Linked DNA regions of Mus musculus: region 1 is linked to region 2. Evidence: chromatin contacts called from public HiChIP or PLAC-seq data. All regions are on one chromosome and are shown on one strand. The core of a region is the stretch at or near the end of the contact, and the rest is flanking DNA. Distances in the headings are between cores, read along the strand shown.

The links. HiChIP or PLAC-seq counts read pairs in DNA pulled down with a chosen protein or histone mark.
Region 1: an H3K4me3 HiChIP or PLAC-seq map of embryonic limb bud shows a contact between it and region 2, with 4 times the contacts expected there. The contact joins the promoter of Ror2 here to the enhancer-like site in region 2. A contact is called at or near these places in 9 of 39 promoter capture datasets (the 3T3-L1 cell line, the C10 cell line, cranial neural crest and 5 more), 1 of 15 datasets of contacts at CTCF or cohesin (embryonic stem cells), 5 of 484 Hi-C or Micro-C datasets (embryonic fibroblasts, embryonic limb bud, palatal mesenchyme and 1 more), 19 of 115 datasets of contacts at active chromatin or transcription factors (the NIH/3T3 cell line, craniofacial prominence, embryonic basal ganglia and 10 more) and 3 of 9 other capture datasets (adipose tissue, liver and pancreatic islet).

Annotation. Positions count from the first base shown.
Region 1 is chr13:53,284,740-53,287,439 of GRCm38.p6, reverse strand. It overlaps Ror2 (receptor tyrosine kinase-like orphan receptor 2), which reads left to right and starts at 1,316. Exons shown (of 9, transcript NM_013846.4): 1 at 1,316-1,659. The coding sequence starts at 1,563. It overlaps Gm33574 (a long non-coding RNA gene), which reads right to left and starts at 1,259. Exons shown (of 3, transcript XR_382385.4): 1 at 942-1,259.
Region 2 is chr13:53,141,771-53,144,470 of GRCm38.p6, reverse strand. All of the region lies in intron 2 of Ror2 (receptor tyrosine kinase-like orphan receptor 2), which reads left to right. Among named protein-coding and RNA genes, the nearest start is that of Gm52058, 27 kb to the left of the region's middle. Within about 2 kb of position 1,265, at least 12 of the 459 cell types and tissues checked have an H3K27ac peak or open chromatin away from gene starts, as enhancers often do. A contact at or near this core is called in embryonic limb bud, where this site is marked.

The DNA.
Region 1 (2,700 bases), core at 67-2,566, 140 kb before region 2:
CTAACATTCGAGAGGTTCTGGGCTCAGTCTCCAGCACCATCTGCACATGCCTGCAATCCAAGCGCTCAGGAGGCAAAGGCAGGGTACACTCGAGGTTATCTTTGGCTACATAACAACTTTGAAGTTAGTCTAGGATTCATGTACCTCTGTTTAAAAACAACATCAACAACAATGAAAACAACTGAACCAAATAAGACCAACCTTGGTCCTTGGCAACACCCTGTCAAAGAGGAGTGATGCTGCCGGGGCTGGAGAGACAGCTGGCTCAGCAGTTAAGAGCACCGACTGCTCTTGCAGAGGACCCTGGTTCAGTCCCCAGCACTCCCAACGAAGCTCACAATCATCTGCAACCTTAGCTTAAGGGGATGTAAAGCCCTCTTCTGACCTCCTCTGTCACTGCACACATCTAGGTCACAGCCATGCACGCAGGTACTCACACATGCATGTAAAATAAAAATGAGCACATCTCAAAGCAGCAACAACAAAGGCTGGGGATGTAGATCAAACTGTTTGCCTAATATGTAGAAGACCTTGAATTAAACTCCCAGCCTCCTCCTTTCAAATATTTGAAGTGATATTTCCCAGAAGAAGTTTAGGCTGTTGGTGAACAAAGGAAAGATACTACCGTGCAAAGGCACATAACATTCATTAGGAAAATACACGTTAACACATACATTGTCGACGCCCTGGTCTCCAGTGTGTTCTTGGGATACTCCAGGACCCCTCGCTCAAGCTCTGCCCCAGGACCCTTCACTTCCCTGATGTGTGCTGGCTGTTGTCATAGCCTTGGTTGGCTCCCATCCTACTACCCTCATTAATGGGGCGTGTGCTGACTTTTTGCTAGATTCCCGGAGGGTCCTGATCCTCCCAAGGGGCTTGGCAGGACGCCCATGGGGACGCAGCCGGCTATATTCTGGAAAATCTGTGTTCGAAGACCATACCTCATCTCTCACTTTGGGCCCAGGATTTCGAAGAACTGACAACTGAATTCCCCTCGTGGGGCTTCATCAAGGGACGCCTAGTTAATGATTTGTGTGGTCCAGGTCCCCAAGTTTCCAGGCTTCTGATGGTGGGTGGCAACACTGCTGCAAGAGCAGATGAACCGGAGGCTCCACCTTTGTGCCTAGAAGTCCCGGAGGCGCTGGCGGGAGGGCGGGTGCTGCAGGCGGCTCCCTGGACGCAGGGGCGGACCCGGCTCCTTCCCGCTCACTCGGGTCGCTGCCCTTGAGTCACTCCGGCAGAGGGCGCCGGCGCCGGCCTCTCTGCCCATCGGGGCGGGCGAGCTGGGGACCCTGCCTCCTGCGCGCCCGCCCGCGTTCCGCCCCCCCTGTGCTCTTCCCGGCGGCCGGCGGGACGCCCGTGCCCGAGCCCCAGAGTCTCTGCAGTGAATCGGTGCATCGGGGCAGGGAAAAAGGGACACCAGAGTGGCCCTCGAAGGGGACCAGCCTGCGAAGCGCGAGGAAGGAAGAAGCGGACGCGTGGCGGGGAGGGGTTGAGGCGCCCCGGCCCGAAGCCCAAAGGCCGAGCGCGCGGTAGGCGACCGGGCACCCACGGCCCGCAGCATGGCTCGGGGCTGGGTGCGGCCGAGCCGTGTGCCTCTGTGCGCCCGGGCCGTCTGGACGGCTGCGGCGCTCCTGCTCTGGACACCCTGGACGGCAGGTAAGGACCCTGCGTGCGCCCTCCGAGCATTGCCCGCTCTTCCACCACTCTCTCGGCCGCCGCGCGGGCGCCGGTGCTCTCGATCGAGGGGCGCCAGGCAAGGCCATGCTTCGCGCGCTCGGCGCCAGCTTGGGCCCGTGCCCTCAGTCGCCTGGGGCTGGTTCCAATGAGCTGCGCTCTAGGGACCACTAAGTGTTTCCAGAGGCCGGGGTGGGCAGCGGCCGGGAGCTTTTCTTAAGTACATCACAGTCGAGATGTGCACCGGTAGACGTGCTCTGTGTGACCCAAGACCTGGACTCCATCGTTTCTTCCCAGGTCACCGCCGTTCCAGTCCACATGCATCCCTTGAACCTTGTCTGCCTCCGGGGCAGATGCGGTCCTGAGTTAGTCTTTTTTTTCCCCGGGGCAGTGGGGAACGCACGATCGAAGGTCTTGGCTTCCCTTTTGTTGAAATTGGTGGCCAAAGTGGTGTTTGGTGGGTCCTGCTTAGCTGGGGGCTTGGCCCCGGGATTTGATTTGCGAGGCTGAAGGGGAAGTGCCCTTCCCCCTGTCCTCGTAGTGTTTTCTCGAGCGTTTCTTCCACCTCTGGAGGATTCTGTGTGGGCTTGATCAGGGCTCAGGAGACCCTGTCAAGGAGCACAGACGTGTTTTTGGAGGATACCTGGGTAGAAATGACTGTGGTGGCCGGAGGAGGAAGAGGCGATGATCCTCCCAGTGCAAACCCTAGAGCACCTACTGGCCGTCAGGTCTGTGGCCCGAATCCCCGCGGCCTGTTGGCTCGGCTGAAGGTAGGCACGGCCTCCGGGCCCAGGAGGGTCAGGGACTCTTGAGGTTTGCCCTAAGTTTCTGAGCTGCGTGAGACGCGCCCTACTGGGACAGTGACTTCAGTGTTCCCCAGCCCCCCAGTGTTCCCGCAAGCAGGTGAGAGTTAAGGGGCAGAGTCAGGCAGCAGGACTTGGGGATCTTTCCAAGTCCTGCTGTGCGGGGGCGCTTTCTTGTGTCGGGTCCAAAGAAGGAAGGAAATGCTGAGCAACCTTCCAG
Region 2 (2,700 bases), core at 16-2,515:
GTCCGTCATCTCCCTGAACTTTGGGAGTTTCAGGTGGCCTTTGGCATCCCTTGGCACTTCTTGTCTTAGGGTGACATTGTTCAGGCTTCTGACACTTTTCCTGTATTTGTTTGTCCATATTCACACCTGCTTTGCAGGACCCTGGCCAGTGCTTTTGAGCCCACTCTGCTTGTCTTAAGTTGAAAAGATACCCAATGAACCCAAGTCAGAGAAGACCACACCCACCGTTACCTGGCTTCAGAGCTCAGCGTTAAGATTTGGGGAATGGATTCAGGCTATAGTTAAGATGAAGAGTGTTTTCCCAGCATTCACTGAGTCCTGAGTTTGAACTTCCGGATTGCATAAATTGGATAGGGGGGTTTCATAGCTGTAATCCCAGCATTTGGGAGGTAGAGGCAAGAGGAGCAGAAATTCAAGACCGTTCTTAGCAACATACGTGATTCATGCCTGCACTAGGGACTCACTCTTCTGTGTAAAATACATACTGCACACAAACACACACACACACACACACACACACACACACACAAGCTGAGTGAAAGAATGAATAAATAAGTAAAACACCAGCCAAACACCATTGAGTGGCCTCTGTCGCTCAGGTTCCTCTGTGTGTGTGTGTGTGTGTGTGTGTGTGTGTGTGTGTGTGTGTGTGTGTGTAAGAGGAGAGAGAGAGTATGCCTGCTTACATGTTTTCGCATGCATACCTATGCAGAAGCACTTGTGGGGATCATACATGCACATGTAAGTGTATGCGTGTAGAACCCAGAGAAAAGTTCAGTGTCTGTCCCTCAGATATCATTTTCCTTGTTTTTTCTTTTTTGAGACAGTCTCGCTTTCTCCTGGATATTACTGGCTTGGCTGGGCTGGCTAGGAGCGAGCCCCAGGAACCAGCCAGTGCTTGGATTGCAAACACATACCTCTACACCTCGTACTAGGGGTTTGGCTGGAACTCGGCCTCTTGCTTTCAGAGCAAGCACTTCACTGACGAAGCTCTCTCATGCCCTCCACACCCCCAACATCGTTTGTCTTCTTATTTTCCCCAGGGTCTTTCATTCTCTCCTCTTTCCCCCATTTTCAGCAGTGGCTCTGTGCACGCTGCACAGGGAAGCCTGAACCCAGGCCCCTGCTCTGGCCTCTGGCTGGTTTATTGACCTGTAAATATTTTCCTCTGAAGTTGGCAGCTTTACCTCCCTCCTGCGACCCTCAGGGTCTCCTTTTCACTTGCCCCCTCCAGGAAATTGTCTGTTTTGTTTCCCACCAATCGAAACCCCATGACCTTGTGACCCCAGGCACAGAAGGCTTTCTTTATTTCCTTTCCTACACAGGGTTGCCCTGATCAGGAAGCCAGTTGGGGGAGGTGGCGGGGGTGGGGTGGGGTGGGGGGGTGGTCCTAAGTCATTTGACAACATGGGTGACCGTCTGGATACTTGATTGGGCTATAAAAATCATTAATCATTGATCTGTGTGCAGCTGGGCAGATGGGTGCCGTTTTCTGGCGATGGGAGTCTCCTTTAGTCTCTGGGATCTCTTAATGTCTGGACTCAGCCCCTGCACAGAGCTGACCAGGCTGCTGCAGAGATGAAGCTCCTTGCATGGGCAGGTAAGGTTGTCTCATGCAGAAGGGGAACTCATATGGAAGAATTGAAGTGGGGAATTTCTCTTCCTATCCATGCCATCGAAGGCCTGTGCTAGCCAGGTCTTCAATGAAATTCTCCATCAGTGCTGCCTGGGTACTTATAACCTGATCAGTTGTCTACAGGTTTTGAGGCTGCTCAAAGCAATGTCTGCAAGCTAACGGAGAGCTTAGAAAGTGATCTGCGTGAGCCTTATATTTCGCTGAGAGGTTAACTGGCCGGCTGCAGATTCAACCCCAAGGGGGAAGGGGTTTGGTGCACAGTCTCCAGGGAACTTGCTCTCTAGCCTGCTTTCAGGTTTGGCCTCAGGAGAATCGATGATGGAGAGAATGGTGTGCCAAGCTCACTTGGCAGCTGTCTCGGGTCAGCGACATGCACGTGCTTGGTAAAAATATTAGGAAACGCCGTAAATGCTTTGGCAAACATACCAGCAAAATGGAGCGATGCCCAGGAGCCAGAAAGAGAAAGGAAGGGATTGAAAGGAACAGCCCAGGTCTGCCAGGGCAGGGCTGTTCTAAGCAGCTCTCTACATTTGCAGCCTTGGAGAACAATCTGACCTTCCTGGTTCCTCATGTTCAAGAGTCCCATGAAAGGGAATTGAATTCTGGGTACCCGTTGAAGAGTAGGGTGGCCCTGAGGCCATGCTGCAGACTTGATAAGTCTGTGGATTTCAGAACAGACACCAGTAGGACGTAGGTGTCCTAGCCAAAGAGCAGTTAGAAATGTTGAAGGCAAACCATTTGGAGTGGAACAACTGCAGAAAGTAGACACCGCGGAGGAGAGTGCCCAGGGTTAGAAGATCCAGATGGAGAATAAGTGCTTCAGTGTCTCCTTCTAGAACTAGGAACTGGATAGCGCAGGATTCCCTCCAAGGAGAGGTGATGGGCCAGGATAAAAAAATCAAGTGAGCTTTTAATAAAATAAAGGAATGTCCATGTGTCTTAGGTACGATTTTACTGCTGTGAACAGACACCATGACCAAGGCAAGTCTTATAAGGACAACATTTAATTGGGGCTGGCTTACGGGTTCAGAGGTTCAGTCCATTATCATCAAGGCTGGAGCATG